Linked DNA regions of Mus musculus: all the other regions are linked to region 2. The links are chromatin contacts, called in public ChIA-PET maps. All regions are on one chromosome and are shown on one strand. The core of a region is the stretch at or near the end of the contact, and the rest is flanking DNA. Distances in the headings are between cores, read along the strand shown. Region 1 overlaps Pip4k2a (phosphatidylinositol-5-phosphate 4-kinase, type II, alpha). Region 2 holds the start of Mllt10 (myeloid/lymphoid or mixed-lineage leukemia; translocated to, 10). Region 3 overlaps Pip4k2a (phosphatidylinositol-5-phosphate 4-kinase, type II, alpha).

The links. ChIA-PET counts read pairs in DNA pulled down with a chosen protein or histone mark.
Region 1: an RNA polymerase II ChIA-PET map of memory CD8 T cells shows a contact between it and region 2, with 32 read pairs. The contact joins the enhancer-like site here to the promoter of Mllt10 in region 2. A contact is called at or near these places in 1 of 484 Hi-C or Micro-C datasets (CD8 T cells), 3 of 115 datasets of contacts at active chromatin or transcription factors (large pre-B cells, memory CD8 T cells and pancreatic cancer cells) and 1 of 9 other capture datasets (liver).
Region 3: an RNA polymerase II ChIA-PET map of effector CD8 T cells shows a contact between it and region 2, with 6 read pairs. The contact joins the enhancer-like site here to the promoter of Mllt10 in region 2. A contact is called at or near these places in 2 of 484 Hi-C or Micro-C datasets (CD4 T cells and CD8 T cells), 6 of 115 datasets of contacts at active chromatin or transcription factors (the 230-238 cell line, effector CD8 T cells, embryonic forebrain and 3 more) and 1 of 9 other capture datasets (liver).

Annotation. Positions count from the first base shown.
Region 1 is chr2:18,937,310-18,940,653 of GRCm38.p6, forward strand. The region is part of intron 1 of Pip4k2a (phosphatidylinositol-5-phosphate 4-kinase, type II, alpha); the gene reads right to left. Among named protein-coding and RNA genes, the nearest start is that of Pip4k2a, 59 kb to the right of the region's middle. Within about 2 kb of position 1,927, at least 57 of the 459 cell types and tissues checked have an H3K27ac peak or open chromatin away from gene starts, as enhancers often do. A contact at or near this core is called in CD8 T cells, liver and memory CD8 T cells, where this site is marked.
Region 2 is chr2:18,062,775-18,066,203 of GRCm38.p6, forward strand. It overlaps Mllt10 (myeloid/lymphoid or mixed-lineage leukemia; translocated to, 10), which reads left to right and starts at 1,811. Exons shown (of 23, transcript NM_001252560.1): 1 at 1,811-2,090; 2 at 2,261-2,420. The coding sequence starts at 2,261.
Region 3 is chr2:18,957,108-18,960,539 of GRCm38.p6, forward strand. The region is part of intron 1 of Pip4k2a (phosphatidylinositol-5-phosphate 4-kinase, type II, alpha); the gene reads right to left. Among named protein-coding and RNA genes, the nearest start is that of Pip4k2a, 39 kb to the right of the region's middle. Within about 2 kb of position 2,149, at least 72 of the 459 cell types and tissues checked have an H3K27ac peak or open chromatin away from gene starts, as enhancers often do. A contact at or near this core is called in CD8 T cells, effector CD8 T cells and memory CD8 T cells, where this site is marked.

The DNA.
Region 1 (3,344 bases), core at 677-3,176, 870 kb after region 2:
CACCACCTTTCATCTGGGGAAAGCCTGACTCTTGTCACAGGAAGGAATCAGCAGAGAAAAGCAGCATGTTGGCCAGCCCTGGATGACCAAGGGACATTTTTCCACAGAAAAATAAACCAGGCATTTATTATAGACATTCCAAAGATTGTCAAATAAGAAGCTAAGAAAAGCTGTTAGCAGAGTACGAAATATAATGCCTTCTGTGACAGCAGTACATATATTGTTTTGTTATATAAATATTTTATTATTATTATTATTATTAATTATCTCATGGGAGCAGAGAAGGGAGAGCAGGAGAACGCAGTAAGGAAGAGGCCACAGGGGACTTCAGCAGCACAGCAGGGGGCAGGACAATAAGATTCTAAGTCTTTCCAGATAATTTCATATCTAAATGGCAATGTGTATTTCCTGCTCTGTCTTAAAGTAAACACGTCATTATTTTATGAGAAGCAGCAGGGATGGAGTGGAAGCACACACACAGATAAGAAAATGAAAGGCAAGGGAGGCAGTAGGAGGTAGTGACAGGCAGCCTCCTGCTGTACACCCTGTGGGAGACGCATCTGCTCTAGACCCTGTGCAGGGGAAAACCAATGTTGCCACTGTAACTGCTACTGTAGCCCACATTCAACAGGAAGATCAGATGGCTGGGTGACAGCTGGCCCAGAACTCTTCCTCCCACCACCACATTCCTCACTTTTGTCTCAGGTACTAAGAGACACACCCCTAGCAGACACAGGGGATGGTGGAGATTTTCTGCTCATCTGGTCCATAGAAAGAGCATGAAGCAATCCGTAAGTGACCCCATGAAAACATGAACTCATGTGGGACCATGAGGACCCTTTGGAGTTCTCTCAACAGCACTGCCAGGATGCCGCAGGAAGATCCAGCATCAGGCCTGGGGCAGAGGGCTAAGGAAGGGACAACAATTACCACATGTGGAAAGAAGAGTGATGTTCTAGGAAAAACACACAGAAAATAAAAATTCCAAGGAAGCCATTGAAGGCACAGCTTTCCTCCTGAAGGCCCCTAACCCACAGCCCTCCACAATCCCCCTGGGAGACTGCACACCCTCAGGACTGCTGAGATCGGATTCCCTTCATCCTCAAAGCCTTCCTGGAAAACTGTGGCCAGGCCTGCTCTTCCTGTTGGCCCCTCTCCACAGTCACATCACATGATCCAGGGGGTTATCTAGTATTTGTTTCCCTTCTCCTCAAAAAGATTCCATTTTATGATACACAAGTTAAGAAAAAAAAAATTTAAATGTGTAACAATTGACATGAAGCATAGAGAATACTTAAAGAACAAAAAACCTTAACAGTTAAAAATGTAGGAGAGACGGTGAATTCCTTAACCCTCTATGGTGTGGGCGCTCGCTCTGCGTGTACTTTTAGCCCGGGTATTACCTGAGCCTTAGGTTATTATAGCCTTCTCAAAGATCCCACCAAAGAGAGGTGTCCCCACCCCATGGGGCAGCTTCTTTCTCTTATTCCTCCTATCCCAATTTTTATAAGCGTCTTTGAAAATATTTAACCACAGGCTCTAGATAATAAGCATTATCTTCTCCCAGGATTTCCACTCAGAATGAAAAATTTAGTCATGAATATGTGACTGCCCTGTTACTTCACACAGAACTTTGATTTTTATGGAAGAAACCCCAACACGTGCTCTTTACTTAAGCAGTTTCTGTCCAGGAAGTGCAGACGGCAGATTAACCACAATCCAACACAAAGCCTCCCCCTGCTCCTGTGGTCTGCAAGAGGCACATTTTCTTCTCGTGCTCTCAGGTGGCGAGTCTAATTGAATGTAGCTATTTAAAACACACTTCAGACCTAATGAACAAGAAGTGGCCCTGCCAGACCACAATGTCTTTAAGAGATCAATTTGCCCAATAAAGGCTAAAGATTGCAACACGGTCTTCAAACAGCAGGCAAGCAATCCGAAGGGTTATCTGTGGGGATCAGAGTGTGGCCGAGGACATGCCATCTGCCCAGGGGCAGCAAGCAAGCCCCACTCAGCAGCGTCTCACCTCCAAGAACCAGGCCTCTTCGCTCCCTCAAAATATAATTTTTAAAGTCAACTGGCCCTATAAGATAACTCACTAATTAGATCACTGTGATACGTTCATTTGTAGCTTTAGTTGGGAGTTTAGCTGTCTGTCATCCAATTTATCCGAGTAAAAATTTCACTAAAGCCTTTTGTTCTCGCACAATACATTTGTTTAATAGCTTTTCTCAAAGGCTGTGCCAAATTCTAAATGTTCCGTCATGCATTTATTTACTAGTTATCAGGCAACTTATGAATAATTTAATATTTTCCAGTATTCCTTTATCAGATGGGTCTATAAATGCCTGCAAGACTCTTTCTCATTGGGCTGTGTTTTTCCCACTCAAAAAAAAAGTTTCTTTCTTGTTTAAAGTTTACTTTCTCACTTTTTGTTTTGTTGAGACCAGGTCTCACCATGTAGCTCAGGCAGTCTCTAACTTTTGATTCTCTCATGGGGCCCGCAGATGTGGACCACCACGCCTGGCTTTAAAGATGCCCCAAACCTCTCTAGGCTATTCCTCCAGCACAAATGGCACTTTCCGATTTCCAACCTCTCATGGGAATTTACAGGCAGCTGTAAATGCCTTACTGGAATACTGTTCTTTTTCTGCCCCAGTTTCCTCAATTACAAAATGGAGACAGGATCAGCCCTACACACCTCCCCATGGAACATCGGAACTTACCACAGCAGCAGTCTATAAACAAGACAGATCTCACCTCAGTGTTAGTGAGGTGATTAAGGAGTTTCTGGTCTCAGTCATCCTCTCTCTCATTTAAGTACCATTTCATTTGTATATCTACACAGTACTGATCTCAAAAAACGTCTTGCATGCTCTGTAGTTCATTACGTATGTACTGTTCATGTGTGTGAGCATGTGTGTGTGTGTGTGCATGCATACAGATGTGGGGGCCTGAGGGTCAAGTCAGTTTTCCTCCATAGACTCTGACTTGTATAACTGAGCTCACAGAGACACAGGGCTTAAATGTGTGCTTAACAAGCAGTAATTAGCATCCATGAGTTTATAAGCTACACGTGACAATTCTTATCTATCCCATGCAGTAACTGTGATATCCCAGGGGATAACTACTTCTGGGAAGCAATGTCTTTGTGATGACGTGGCTGCCGTAACTCTAAGAAATTAGCGATATTGGAAGGTTTAACTATCTGTGATTTAAAAAAAAAAATCACTAAGCATATCGTTTCCTAAGTTGATGATAATAATTACTGTTATAACAGTCAATGTGTACTAACTAACACTAAGCATGGAAAAAGTCCCTCTTCCTGACCGGTAAACTTGTGT
Region 2 (3,429 bases), core at 561-3,060:
GAACTAAGCTCCAATGTATTAAAAATAAAATGAAATGTATTTTTAAATTATTTAGTGCATAGGCTTGACTTCAGTGTTTGGGAAGTTCCACATTGATTTGCACCAAAATTAGTCTATATTATGAGGCAAAACAGGATTTAGACAATGAACTGACTTCCTTTGTATAAGGGTAAAGGTAAAATATTTGGTACAGTTAAAACAGTAAACTTCTGTTTGAAAGTTGCCCTAGCTTTGTACAAGTCATAGTTATGTTAAGAGCATCATTAGAGGTCCAGAAATTTATTACCATATCCTCCTAAAAATGTCATTTTACTAATCTGTAGTCACCATTTCTAAATGTATTAATATTAAAACAGAATCCTTAGTTTTGTGTCCCTTTGGACATATTGTCTTCCTATCACAAGCTTTGGTAAATCCCCCATTAGTTTGGATTTCACATAGCTTTTGAATATATCTGACCACAGATGCTTACATTGTGCTGTATCGATCACTATTCTTACAACTTTAGCAATTATTTTGAAATAGGAAAAGAACAGCCACATTACCCTTTTTGAACATTTTAAAACTTAATATATTTTCTGTGGAGTGCTTAGAACTTGGGGTGTTTTAGCATCATGTAAGTGTATTTTCCAGACCATATTATATTGTTAGTTTCTAATAAGCCCTTTGTACTTGTAATTAACCAAAAACCATGAAGTTGCCTTGGAACTGTTTGTCATTTAAATAGCCTATTCATAATTCCCATTTCATGCTAAAGTTTAATGAACGAACACTTTTTGCTTAAAATCAATATTGGGTGTACATGGAGAAAGGATTAGGGAAACATTTTTTTGGTAGCTTAAAAACTACTCAATATCTAGCTAATTAATCTGCTAACATTGGTCTAATCTAATCTATATTTTATTTGTGTATTGGGAGGAAGCTCTCATATTTCTCCAATTTAAATGACATCACATTTGAAAAGGTAAATTTGGAGAATCGAGCTAAGATTAGAGGAATCCTCAATCTAAACTGGGCACCACACTCTCAATGCTGTTAACCTTTGGTGACAGGCTAGAACGTGGGTTCCTTCCTCCTTTAGCTGCATTTTTCCAGATCAGACTATTACGTTGCTAACGCGACCAACCACTTGTATACCTACCAAGCTATAATGCAGTCTTGGGGCTCCCGCTCAGAATATAGCCCAAACACAGGCTTTTTGCCTGTCTGTGATGCACTTTCATTTGCCACGGGGGCCAAGAAGGTGCGTAAGTGGGCGGTAGATCTGGTAACACTTCCACTGGGTGAACTTTGGGAAGAATCCAGGACGTGAATTTAATGGGTGGCGAAGCTGCGACAGTACTGTGAAGTTAGCGCGGCCAACTGCAGGAAGCCATGCTTCATTACACCCTTCATGGAAGCTGGCACCCTCTCCCAACCATTGTTACCCGCGGGCCAGTTCTCGAGGCACAGGCCTTCAGGTAGGTTCCCGGCGCCACGAGACGCCCCCGGGGGCGCCTCTCAGCGACCCCGGCCCCCACCGCACCCCGCCCCGCCGCGGCCTCTTCCTCATGCGCGCCCGGGGCCCGCGAGGCGACGGCCGCCCAACGTCCCGGCCCTCGTGCGCCCCAGAGCCCTCCGGTAGACTCACTCCGGCCGCGCTGAGCAGCCGACTCCGCTCGTCCCCCACCTCCGCACACCTCGGCGCCGCCGAGCGGTGCGGGGGAGGGGAAAGCCTGGAGGTAGGCAGGGGCCAGGGGACGCGGCGGCGCGCACGCAGGCCTCGCCTCTCTGGGCCGCCTCCCTCACGCCGGCCGCAGGGCGGGCCGACGCGTACGCCGGGTGACGCTCGGAGGAGGAAGCGCAGCCCCTTCCCCTCCCTCGCCGCCCCGGGCCCAGCGGGAGCCCCCCAGTGCGCCTGTGCGGAGGCCTGCTTGATTATGTGTGCCCTCCTCGGGCGGCGGCGTTAGCGGCCGGGTGGAGGTGGGGAGGGAGGACGCCGCGGAGGAGGAGGAGGAGGAGGAGACGGTGGCGGGGAGGTGGGGGGAGTCAGCAAGGACATGGCTCCTGACTCCTGTGCGGAACGTGAGTGACTGAGCGGCAAAGCCCGAGTGAGCGAGCGGCCGAGCGGGCGGGAGGGAGGGCGGGCGGGCTGGCGGAGACCGGGCCGGGGTCGGTCGGTCGATCGGGCTGGCGGGAGGGCGGGCGCGAAGGGCTGCGTGTGGGGAGCTCTCGGTGGCTTGCTTGTGTTTGTTAATGGTCCCCCCCAACTCCCTCTTAGATGGTCTCTAGCGACCGGCCCGTGTCACTGGAGGACGAGGTCTCCCATAGTATGAAGGAAATGATTGGAGGCTGTTGCGTTTGCTCAGACGAGAGAGGCTGGGCCGAGAACCCGCTGGTTTATTGCGACGGGCACGGCTGCAGCGTCGCGGTGCATCAAGGTAAACACCCAACCGCCCGCCGGGCCGAACCGGCCCGCTCCCAACCGTCACGGCTCCCCTCCCCCGCCCGGCGGCAACTGCCACCGCCGCCCCTCCCCCGGCCCGCCCGCCGCCGCCGCCGCTCCGCCCCCGCCGCCGCCTCGCCCCGCCCCCCGCCCCGCCCGGCGCGCAGCCCGCGGGAGCCCGGCGTGGTCGCCGCGGGCTCGGGCTGTGCCCCGGCCTGTGGGAGAAAGTGCGTGTGGCCCGGGCTATCACGTGACTCCGCGCTCACTCAAGTGTCATTAGGTGGCCGCCGGCGTCGGGCCGCGTCCTGCGCAGGGTAGGGTGGGAGCGCGAGACCCGCGCTGGAGTCACGGTGACGGCGCGTGGTGGCTTTGGGAACCGGAGGCCTCCTCCCCCTCCCCTGCCTGCTCCCGGTCTGCCGCAGCGTTGTCAGGAGACTTCCTGTGGCCTGGGACAACCTGCCTCTGAGTAGAGGGAGAGAGAGAGAAGGTGGGCCCTGCCCGCTGCACCCAGAGCTCTCTGGCATGGACCCTGCTGTTGGGGGCCACTGGGTGCTTCTGCGAAGACACTGGAAGGTGTCCCTGAGGGAGTGTCTGGGCTGAGCCGACCTGGTCATGGACCCCAAGAAGTAGTGCTGGTGGTGCCCCAAGAGCCTTTGGAGGTTGAGTCTATTTTTAGATGTTCTCATGGGGTGAATGTTTTGGGTACCCCCTTAATCGCCCCTTCCCTCCCACTCCCCCACGGGGAACTCTTTAGCATGTTTTTCTGCTTATTGAAGACTGTCCCTTTCAAGTCGTTAGGGGATTGGGGGTTCAGGACGAAAGACTAGATAATGTTTTTTTGGGTGACTCACTGTGTAGTCTTAAACAGATCCACCCTTCCTATTCCTGAAGTTAAAACTGAGTGTTGGAAGGTTTTAATTTTTACTTTTTATTTTTTAAATGAGACAGGGTTTTCTCTGTAGCCTTCACTGTCCTGGAACTTGGCTCTATAGCCCATAAATGGC
Region 3 (3,432 bases), core at 899-3,398, 890 kb after region 2:
GCATGATAACAACGGAGCATTCAACCACGGAGACACAGACTTCCAGTCTCCCTAATAGCCAGGAAACACTGTTGTGTGCCTGCGGGGCACTTGTGATGCACTGACCAGCACGGGCATAGGAGCTGACACTATACTGCTCTAATAATCCTTTTCAGCTTCCATCTCTTTCTTGTTGAAAGCCCATTCTTCCAGGCTTAGTGAACAGACTGTGTCACACTAGCATGAGGGTCTGAGTTTGAATCCCAGGCATCCGCACAAAAGCCGAGTATGGTCACAAGCATCTGTAACCTACCACTGGCAACGTGAAGACAGCAAGATACCAGACCTGGCTAACCAGCCAGACTTACCAATCAGTGTCAAAAAATGATACAGAGCCAGTGTGTCACACTCCCAACATTAACCTACCCTACCCTTATACCCGCTCTCTCACATACAACACCTCTTTTCTAGCTTAGCATGTACTTCTCCTCCTAAGACCCATAAACGATACAGGAAACCAAGAGAGAATATGTTTTGAGGGACCAAGAGAGAGTAGCTGTCTTCACTCCTTTCAGTCCATTACATCAGCGCACCACCTGCACACCCTACAAGTATCTACGGCACACCTACTCTACACAAGTCCCCGTGGCGGGTACGTTCCTTCTTAGCCTCAGCTGACAACATGTGGAAGTGCTTTCTAAAAATGTAATTTTATAATTATAGCATTAAAGAATGAGCTTATTTGGATTACTGACCAGGTTTTACTAAAAGAGCAAAAATAAAAAATTTCAAAATAGAAGGCAGCCCAAGTAGACCAAAAACAAAACACAAACGGGGTGGGGGGTGGGGTGGGGGGAGACTTTTTTTAACTGCCTTAAGAGAACACGACTCAGAACTGACAGCCCTGGCATGAGACACCTTCCTGATCCTGCAACTCCTGTGATCGGCACTGGTTACTCTTCACACAGTGTTGACTACTGCAACACGGAGGGCTGGAAACTTTGCAAAGCTGAGATGGCGGCAGCGAGCAACAGATGCATGCAAAGATGGGTGCCAGCACAATGGAATCAGCTCCTGCGAGCTTCCCTTGAAAGTTTTCCTGAGAACAACGCCGAGTAGAATCCAGCAAAGAACAAGTGTCTGCTGGGTGCAGCGGTGCACAAAACCCCAGCACAGGAGGAGCATGTGTTTGCCGTAACCTAAGCTACACAATGAAACCTGGCCTCTAAAACCAAGGGCTGGAAGTGCAGCTCAGTGGCACAGCACCTGCCTGGCACACACAAGGCCTTGGGTTTGGTCTCCAGCACAGAAAGGCATAAAGTAAATCGACAAGCCATCTACTGAAAATAGTCCTGTGAACAAGAAGGACTTTAGCGATCAATATGGTGTGTTTCTTAGGACCTGAGAAGTATATCACACACATGGACTGTCACGTCCTTCCACTCAGAGACCAGGAGACAGAAATAGTGATGGCAGAGCCTCAGTGGCTTTGGGTTGTCAATCCAGGACACCATTTCTTTGTTAATTTCCTAACTTGAGAAGAGCAGACTGGATTGTCTTCTGATGAGATGACACGCTGTGTGTTCTCTGTTGCTAAAATACTGTAGCACGGAGCTGCTGACTAGCATTTTCCAACCACCACTCCCAGGGAAGTGGGCAGACTGTTACCACAAAGGTGGCCTCCAGTCCATTGCTGTGTTTTTTGTAAGTGGCTCCTCTTCTTCCTCAAAGCATTTCTATACTCCTCTCTTTCTGTGTCCGGCATCTTAGAGTGAGTTGCTGCACTGCAGCCTGTGGTCCAGCCCGGCACTATGGTGGGCACCAGCAGTTCCAGCCATTCGAGAGGCTGAGGCAGGAGGATAGCATGAGCAAGCTGCCTAGGTGACTTAGGGAAACTCAAACTGAAACTATGCAGTCTCCTCAAGGATTTCTATTGCTTTTTGAGACTTTACATCAAGAAGCCATTTCAGCAGATAGGCTTATGATGGCATCAACCAAAAATGTATTTCTATCTTTAAAGAATTAGTACTGAGGAGAATTTACAGTACCAACAGATATTTCCAGATAGCCACGTGACTCGTTGCCCACAAGAACCAACCTCTCCTCCAGTCTTCATGCTGACTGCCTCTGCATGTGTCTTATGACGTAACTGAAACAGTACTGAGTGGACGTGCTGCCTAGTGAGGGGTTCTGAAGCCACAGAGCGCTTCATGCACACTACCTCACTCCACAACACAAGGAGTGAGTGAGGCTCAGAGACCCAGCAGACAGAATGTCTGGGAGACAACTGTCAGCGAGACAGCCATTCACAAACCCATGCTGCTCCAGAGTCAGAGAGCAACAGAGAGCAACAGAGAAACGGATTTATTTATCCAACAGAACCTCCCAGAGCTCTGGGCTCTGTTCTAGGTGCTGAGGTTAGAGTCAGGAACAGAAGACGGAAACGTTTTGGGGGGCTCACAAACTTAGTGGAACACACAGAAGAAGGGACACAGGGCAGGGGGCACTGGATGCTCCAGGGCAAAGACATGGTCAAGAGTGGTGGGAGGAGATGGACATTAGTGGTCTATGGGCTCGGTTAGGACGGACCTCCTCGTAACTTCTAGGATCTGTGATGTAGCCAGGGACAACACTCCTCACACTCTCACATGTGCATGCCTGCATGTGTTTAGAGCGGATTCTTTTGCATCTGCTTGCAGGATAGTCTGATAAAAATCTAACCACTAGGACTAGAAACAGAGGGGGAGGCAATATTTTATCACAAGGTATTTTCCTCCTATTTCTTTTATGTTCTCGGTAGGATGTTATATTCATTTTTAAAGAATGAGCATTACATTAAGATAGTAAATGAGGGCTGAGGTGTAACTGAAGAGTAAAGCGCTCACCTGCTATGCACAAAGTCATGGGTTCAACCCTCAACATCACAAAAAGAAAGACAGCAAATGAATTAGTATCATCGTATTAGCAAACACATATAGTATTAACTGGTGGGAATTCATCCCTGCTGGGTCCTCCTAGTGTGTGTGTGTGTGGTGGGGGGGGGGGGGTGTTCCCTACTCACAGTGGCTGCAAGGGGTCAGACTGAAACTTAAAAAAATAACAACTTACTAAAAGAAGAAACAAGCCGGGCATGGTGGCACATGCCAGCACTCAGGAGGCAGAGGCAGGTGGATTTCTGAGTTCGAGGCCAGCCTGATCTACAAAGTGAGTTCCAGGACAGCCAGGGCTATACAGAGAAACCCTGTCTTGAAAAACCAAAGAAAAGAAAAAGAAAAAGAAAAAGAAGAAGAAACAAGGGACCCCACAGATATAGCCTTGGAAAATATCTAGGTATTTAGAAGGACAGGCCAAAGAACAGTTCCCTGATAGCTCCAAGTAGGGGCAGCCTCAGGGGTGGTATTGATAGCCCATCTCAGTCCAGACCAGCTGTTATACAAGCAGCAGTGGCCACAC